Linked DNA regions of Sus scrofa: region 1 is linked to region 2. The links are chromatin contacts, called in public HiChIP or PLAC-seq maps. All regions are on one chromosome and are shown on one strand. The core of a region is the stretch at or near the end of the contact, and the rest is flanking DNA. Distances in the headings are between cores, read along the strand shown. Region 1 overlaps PTPRC (receptor-type tyrosine-protein phosphatase C). Region 2 has its middle 50 kb from the start of ATP6V1G3.

Evidence for each region. HiChIP or PLAC-seq counts read pairs in DNA pulled down with a chosen protein or histone mark.
Region 1: a contact with region 2 is called in an H3K27ac HiChIP or PLAC-seq map of alveolar macrophages. The contact joins two enhancer-like sites.

The regions. Positions count from the first base shown.
Region 1 is chr10:21,567,959-21,571,979 of Sscrofa11.1, forward strand. All of the region lies in intron 18 of PTPRC (receptor-type tyrosine-protein phosphatase C), which reads left to right. Among named protein-coding and RNA genes, the nearest start is that of PTPRC, 87 kb to the left of the region's middle. Within about 2 kb of position 1,388, at least 1 of the 83 cell types and tissues checked has an H3K27ac peak or open chromatin away from gene starts, as enhancers often do. A contact at or near this core is called in alveolar macrophages, where this site is marked.
Region 2 is chr10:21,342,351-21,346,682 of Sscrofa11.1, forward strand. No RefSeq gene overlaps it. Among named protein-coding and RNA genes, the nearest start is that of ATP6V1G3, 50 kb to the right of the region's middle. Within about 2 kb of position 2,016, at least 2 of the 83 cell types and tissues checked have an H3K27ac peak or open chromatin away from gene starts, as enhancers often do. A contact at or near this core is called in alveolar macrophages, where this site is marked.

The DNA of each region.
Region 1 (4,021 bases), core at 138-2,637, 220 kb after region 2:
ACAGAGCTGCTAGAAATGTATGTCTGAGTTCCCTGGCATCACATCCTGTTGCCTGGATCTTGACAACTTTCCCAGCTGAGCTTCCTGTTCTCGTTCGGGACTTTCTAGAGGTACAACTCGCATGCCATCATAAAATTTTTCTGCATCGGTTTCCTGTCTTAGGATTGATGCATTTGAATCTCATGCATTTTTAATTTTAATTTTAACTTTTGCTTTTTAGGGCCACACCTATGGCATATAGAAGTTCCCAGGCTAGGGGACGAATCAGAGCCACAGCCACAGCCACGTGGGATCTGAGCTGCATCTGTGACCTTTACCACAGCTCACCGCAAGCCCGGCTCCTTGACCCACTGAGCAAGGCGAGGGAATGAACCTGCATCTTTGTGGATACTAGTCAGGTTAGTTTCCACTGCACCACAGTGGGAACTCCTCATGCAGTTTTAAAAATCTTACTGGTTTGTATCTTCTAGTGTAAGAAGAAAATATCCTAATGATTGCATGCATGAAAATATCTTTATTCTGTTCTGACACTTAATCAACATTTTGCCCTGGCGTAGACTCCACATTTAAAAATCTAGAATTTAAAAATCATGTCTGCTCTGTTCCCCTGCATCTAGAATTACATTCTAGATGCAATTTGCTACCTGTTTCTCATTCTTATGTTCCTTCATTTCCTCTTCTCCCTGGAGATTTTAGGCTTTCCTCTTTATTCTTGGTCTAATGTGGGTCATTTTCACTTATTCTTTTGGATGCTGCCATTGGCCTTCATGACCTGGAGGCTTATAGCTATGAGAAATTTTCTTTGCTCTGCTCTTTTTTTTGCAGTCTTTTTGGAATTTGCATGAGTCATATTTAGGAATCCTACACTGATGTGTTCTTTGGTACTTATCATCATTTGGTGCATTTATTTATTTGCAAAATGTCTAGTACGTGTTGGCCTTCTCTTTGTCTCTTGATAGATATAAATAGATAGATAGGTAGATAGATAGATAGATAGATAGATAGATAGATAGATAGATAGATAGATAGACAGACAGACAGACAGACAGACAGACAGATAGATAGACAGATAGATAGATAGATAAAAACATACATAGACACACGCAGGACACATACAGACATCCTACAATACCATCTAAAGAACAAATCATTGCCACTTCATAGATGAGGAAAGGTGAACTCAGATCATTTAATTGGTCCGCCCTGTGTTGAGTCAAAAAAATGGCAGAGCCACGATTCAAACTTAAATCTGGCATCAGAAAATCTTCACGTGAAGCTACTTTTCTATGTTCCTGATTTTATGAATTCCCAGTGAGAGATGTTCTGAGCATGAGACACACTATTTGGGCAGCCCATGGCCTGGATGAGTCATTTCTATGTTTTCGATTGCAGGAGAAATCTCTTGTGCTCAGGAAGATTTCCACGGACTGCAGAGAAAATAGGTTCCCCTTATGTTCTTACCATTCTACTTTATTTTTTCATAAATCTAAGGAAAACACGTAATAATTTGATGTGTTCGTTTACCTGTATAGCTTTTGTTCCCCCCCACCCCCAGATAAGGAAAATCCCCTCAGAACTGGTACCTTTTTATGCCATATTTTCTTTTGTACCCAGAGACCATCCCAGTTGTAAGACACTTGGCATTTGCTCAGTAACAATGGGATGAATAAGGGGTATGAATGCACGAAGCCAGTGTTGGGTGCTGGGATGCATAAACCCTCAGGTCCCGGTGATGTAGCAGAATGGACATTTCTTACTCCACAGCATTGCAGGATGTTTGTATGCCTGTAGAGACGGGGTTCTGCTCCACACCCTCATTCAGAACCCCAGGCAGACACAAGGCTGCCCTCTCCCATATGTGACTTCTGATTTTGAGATGGCCAGCAACATCCAGCCAGCAGTTTGGAGAAGAGAGGTGTGTAGAGTCTCTCCAGAGGGTGTAAGCACCACACCTGGGACCACTTCTACCCTTATCTCAGTTATCTGGACACACTGAGCAGCAAGGAGAGCTGGTCCAGGTCTGCCAGGGGAAGGGAGGGAGGAGGTGAGGAAGGGAGGATGCTGGTTGTCTCAGAGGCAGCAAACGGTATGGACTGTCCCTAGACAAAACTGCAAGGGAGGCAATATTTTGTATTCGTTTTCCCTCTAACAAATTACTGAAACCCAGCAGCCTAATACCACACCAGTTATTAGCTCACAGTTTCGTCGGTCAGAATTCCGGCTCCCTGTGACCGGCTCTTCCACTCAGGGTATCACACAGCTGAAATCCAAGTGTCAGCCATGATGAGTGTTTATCTGGAGAACATGCAGAAAAATGCTTCCAGGGTCATTCCAGGTTGCCAGAGTCCTGTTTCTTGATGTTGTTGGACCAATGACTTGATTTCCTGGATGGGCTGTGGGCCAGGGTTTGCACTCAGCTCCTAGAGGCCCACATGGCCTCCTCCCTCTTCCCACCACAGCAGCGTGTGGAATCCTTCTGGTGCTTCGGATCTCAGGCTCCTGCTTTTAGGGACACTTGATGAGGTTGGGCTCACCCAGAACAATCTCTATGGATTAAAATCTCACTGACAGGAGACTCAGATTCTCTCTGCACAGCCTCACAGCCACAGTACCTAGATTAGTGTTGGATTAAATAAGTGGGACCTGGGAAGCTTGGGCACCACCTTGGAATTCTGCTCACTGCATTTTTCCTGAAGAATACCCAACTTCTCAGCCTATCCCTGCCTTAGATGTATCATTTCTGTACTGCCTTAGAAACATGATTTAAGAGGATTGATTTTGTTTCTTCATCTAAAGTAGTAAGAACACCAAGTCTCTTCCTAGCTTCATGAACTCTAGCAAACCACAGCTGTGGTATTTCAAATCAACACACTGCCCTCACCCCTTTGAAGCCTTCCACTCCCTCCAGGCATGATGACAATTTACAACCCCTCACTCTAATCACGCTCTTGCATTTATTCATTTTTTATATAATTACTCAATGAATTGTATTACATTTATAGTTGCATTTAATTTATGGGATTATAGTTGATTTATAATGAGGTATACAGCAGAGTGAATCAGTTATACATATATCCATTTCTTTTTTGAGTCTTTTCCATATAGGCTATTACATAATTTTGAGTAGTGTTCCTTGTGCTACACAGTAGCTCCTTGTTCCTCATCTATTCCATATAGTCATGTATAATGTCAATCCCAACCTCCCAATTTATCCCTCCCCCCTGCACTTCCTCTTTGGTAACCATAAGTTTGGTTTCAAAATCTTTGAGTTTGTTTCTATTTTGTGAATAAGTTCTTTTGTATCCTTTTTATTAGATTCCAAATATTAGTGATCTCATATGGTATTTGTCTTTCTTTATCTGACTTATTTCACTTTGCATGAGAATCTCTAGTTGCATCTGTATTGCTGCAAATGGCATTATTTTGTTCTTTTTTATGGCTGAGTAATAGTCCATTGTATATATGTACCACATCGTCTTTATCCATTCCTCTGTCAATGGACATTTAGATTCTACCATGACTTGGCTATTGTAAATAATACTGCAATGAACATTGGGATGCATGTATATTTTCAAAGTATGCTTTTCCCTGGATATACGCTCCATATTGGGATTTCTGGATCATACGGCAGTTCTATATTTAGGTTTTTTAAGGAACCTCTATGCTGTTCTCCATGGTGGTTGTACCAATTTACTTTCCCACCAACAGTGTAGGGGGATTGCCTTTTCTCCACACCTCTGTGGCATTTATTGTTTGTAGACTTTTTAATGATGGGCATTCTGACTGGTGTGATACCTCATTGTAGTTTTGATTTACATTTGTCTATTTAGTGAGGTTGAACATCCTTTCATGTGCTTTTTGGCTATCTGCCTATCTTCTTTGAGAGATGTCCATTCAGATCTTCTGCCCATTTTTTTTATTGGACTTTTTTTCTTTGATAAAAAGCTGAGTGAGATGATTGCATATTTTGGGGTTCAACCCTTTGTTGGTTGCTTCATTTGCAAAGATTTTATTCCATTGT
Region 2 (4,332 bases), core at 766-3,265:
TATAGCTGAGATCTGGTGTGGCTGTGGCTGTGGTGTAGGCCAGCAGCTTGCAGCTCCAATTTAGCCTTCAACCTGGGAACCTATATATGCTACAAGTTTGGCCCTAAAAAAAAAAAAAAAAAGAAAAAAAAGGATAAAGTAGCATCCTTTAAAAAAACAGCATCCTTTAAAGAAAGAAAAGGATAGTGGTAGCAAGACTTCACAACTGTCAACCTGGGCCACCAGGCTGAGGTGTACTTGGCAGGCTTTTCCGGAGTGAAGTTACACTTCTTTCCCTCTTTTATGCTTTGCTGTTTAGAAGAAATTGCGCTCAGACCTCATTGAAGGGTGGAGGTTTTTTCCACCTTCTTAAGGCGGGATTATCCGAATGAATTACTTGGCGTTCTTCTGGACAGGAAATCTGTGTAATCTCCCCACCTACCTATCTATTCAATTGCTTATTCACATTAATGAGGATCATGAATATTTATTTTATACTTTGACTGTCACAAGTTCCTTAGATTACGTGAAACTGTCTGGTTTAATCGGGACCCCCGATTTTGATTTTATGAGTTACCACTTCTCAGCACATACTCAAAATTCTAGGCACAGGACACCCTTGTCCTCGAACCATCACTCTCTCTCAGGCACCTGTTCCTTCACCTGTATGACCTGGTCCACATTTCATAGTTGAATGCAGGTCAGTCTTTAAGATGCAGCTCCTAGGAATTCCTATGTGGCTGAATGGTTAACAAATCCGACAAGGATCCTTGAGGATGTGGGTTCGATCCCTGGCCTCGCTCAGTGGGGTAAGGATCTGGCACTGCTGTCAGTGGTGGTGTAGGTTGCAGATGTGGCTCGGATCCTGAGTTGCTGTGGCTGTGGTGTAGGCTGGTGGCTGCAGCTCTGATTCGACCCCTAGCCTGGGAACCTCCATATGCCGAAGGGGTGGCCCGAAAAAGCTAAAAAAAAAAAAAAAAAAAAGATGAAGCTCCTATGATTGCTAGAAGTTATCCTCTCTCTTTGCTTCCTTGGCAGGTCTGTGTCGGTCCATTACGGTATTTGTCACATTATCTAATATTGGTTTGCCTGTTTACCTCCCTAACGAGCTTGCGAAGTCATTGTGACAGTGGCCTTTCCTCCCTCATTTCTCTGTCCTTGGGCATCTGGCTCCCTGCCTGGCATAAAGAGGTTCTTAACAACAGAGCTGAGTGGAAGGACCAGGCATGCAACTTTGCTCATTACGGAAGTGGATTTTGGAAGCACTGAGCTCTTTCTTGAGAAAAGTGACATCGCAGATCTGCTATTAACAGGGTATATATTTTGAGTGGTTTTCACCATCTTGCCATGATGTGTGCATTCTGATCAGCTCGATATCCTGACGCCGCCGTCTTTGAAGCTCAGGCATTGGTGCGATGGCTGGTCAGAGGGAGGGTCGCAGGTCCTGGCCCAGGAAAAGCCCTAAACTCTGTGAGGAGGACGCACCCCCCTGGGCAAGGATGGAAACGGGGTGACCTTTGTCTCATTAGCAGACGGCCCCAACCAACCGAGCTCACCAGCCAGACTACAAAAGCGGCAGAGAAGGAATGGAACAAACACAGAGGCTCACTCTGTAACATCAAAACCTCAGCCTGTCTTGACCACACAAACTGGCTTAACTATTTTGACTGTCAAGTAGTCACGCAACTATTTAAGTCCGTCAAAAAGCAGTTGAATTAGCCAAAAAATATGTCTGACTTTTTTTTTTTTTCTCCTCTCTGATGAGACTTTGAGGGCTGGTTTGACGGGTCCACGTTTGCAGAAACAGTCACACTTTCTTTGCCAGGAGAGGATGCTTCTTTTTTTTTTTTTTTTCATTGAAATTAATGAAATAACCGTTACATCATATACCTTCATTTCCTCCCCAAGACGTGTCAGACTATCAAATCAGCTAAGGAAAAGGCTCATCTTTTTTTCCCTTTGAAATTACAGATGGGCCAGTGTGGTTCCGAATTAAGTGTATGTAGAGTGCCATCTAGTGCCTGAAAAGAGGATGCCCGCACAGCTGTGGAGAAATCAGAACACAGGAGATGGCTGTGAACAAAACAGCCTCCAAAGCACTGGTCGGAGTCAGGGTAGCAGTTTCTGGCTTCGAGATTATTCCTCACAGCTGACAGGGGATTGACATTTTATCACACTGCCTCGTGTGGGGTATTAGCGATTAAAGTAGAGCTTGAAAAGAATCCCCAAAGTGTAACCAGAGGAGTTCCCATTGTGGCTCCACGGAAACGAATCTGATGAGCATCCGTGAGGATGCAGGTTCGATCCCTAGCCTCGCTCAGTCGCCAGGGAGCCAATGTTGCCGTGAGCTATGGTGTAGGTGGCAGACGTGTGTTGGATCCCATGTTGCTGTGGCTGTGGTGTAGGCAGGCAGCTGTGACTCTGATTCGACCCCTAGCCTGGGAACCTCTACATGCCTCGGGTGCGGCCCTTAAAGAGAGAGAGAGAAAAAAGAAAAGAATGTTGTAGAATGTCATAAGCAATCTCATCCAGTTGTCACATAACAAAGTGATAATATTTTATGAGGGATGAGTTCTTTGGTGGCGCAGCAGGTTAAGGCTGTGGCGTTGTCTCCGCTGAGGGGTGGGTCATTGCTGTGGTGCGGGTCATTGCTGTGGTGCAGCTTCAGTCCCTGGCTTGGGAACTTCCACATGTGGCAGGCCTGGCCAAAACCAACAAAAAAATTCACAGGGAGTTTGTTCAACACAGTGGGTACTGTTCTATCCATCCCAGCTACTCACACACAACCAGCAGTTTATTGTTTTTTGGCTTTTTCCTGTCCATCTGATTCATTTCAGGTCATTCACGTTGAAGTCTTAATATTGCTATAGAAATAAAGTCGCATTTTATAAATAATTTGCAGTTAAAAATACTTAAACAGTGTTATTAGTTTTTCTTTTTTTGTTGTTGTTTTTTTTGTTTGTTTGTTTTTTGTGTTTTTTTTGGCCATGCCTATGGCATGCAGAATTTCCCAGGAATTGAACTGAGCTACTGCAGTGACTCAGGCCACTGCAGTGACAACGCCGGGTCCTTAATCCGAGGGGCCACATGAGAACGCCAAAGAGTGTTCATTTTTAAAAAGCAAATTATCACGTTGCAGATGAGCTATTGAATGTACCTGATGAAAAGCAGGTTTCTTATTCTCAGGAAGCCTCTCCTAGTGGCCACCTCTCCCTAATTGCCCATCCTGGGAGGAAATCCTTCACCACTGCAGGATTATGTCACCGTGGATGAAAAAGATGCTTAAATGCTAAAATATGCATGACTTCGTCTACCTGCATTATCAGCTCCTCTCGGCTTATTGGTAAGCAATCGCCGTGCCCCTGGGCTAAACCAGCCGGAAGTGGTGAAGATCACGCTGACAGCTGGGCGCCGGCCACCACTAGCGACTGTAGCGTTCCTTGCCCTCGGCGAAGAATTTAGCGAGGGAACAAGAAAACATATTGCTGTAGAACAGTAAAATGTACCCAGTTTGCCAGTTTGCATATTTCTCTGCCGAACCCATCATGCAGGTAGCTGTGGGCAGAGCTGCGAGCTTTGCCAGCCTTGCCGGCTTTGAACTAACGTGTTTGGTTTCGGGCCATTCTCTCGGGTTGGGTGCCTTCTGACGACGAGTGGAGTAAGAGGTACGTTTGTTTTGCCTTGTTTGGGTTTTTAATAAAAATAAATCATGACTGCTTCCCCCCACCCCCCCTCCATGCCCCCACCCCCGCCAAATGGCAACAAAGAAAAAAAGCCTTTGGGACTTGATTTGCAAGGAGCTGGCAGCCAGGAAGGAGGAAGAAAACATTTGCCACAGCCCTTAGAAGCACGTATTTATTTGACTGGACCGACTTTTTTGCCACCCTCCAAAAGCCTTCATTTGACGTCGTTGTGTTTGTGACACAAAGTGAGGTCGGTCCACACCCGGCCAATGGGCCATCTGGGCTGTAGCTTCCTCCGCTGGCGTGGCCGTGGCCGTGGCTGTGGCTGTGGCCGAAACTCATCTTCACCATCTGTGACCCCAGTGCCCGGACCCGGGCCAGCAGAACAAGTGGACCGATGCCAAGAGAGTTCCAACGGCAAAAAGTTTAGGCAGGAGGAACTCACGATTCAGAAAGAGCTGATAAAGGACTCATGTTTGTGTGCCTCTGGAAAAAAGCGGGAGTTATTTTAAATGGTATTTTTGTACTTTCCTGAACACATCAGCCTCCTGCCTCGTCTAAGCTTCCACCACGCTTTACCAAAAACCACTGTTGGCACTGAACACTTTCAATGGTATGAAAGTTGGGTCCTTCTGGCCTCTGCGGGCAGATTCTGGAAATCTTTCTTCAC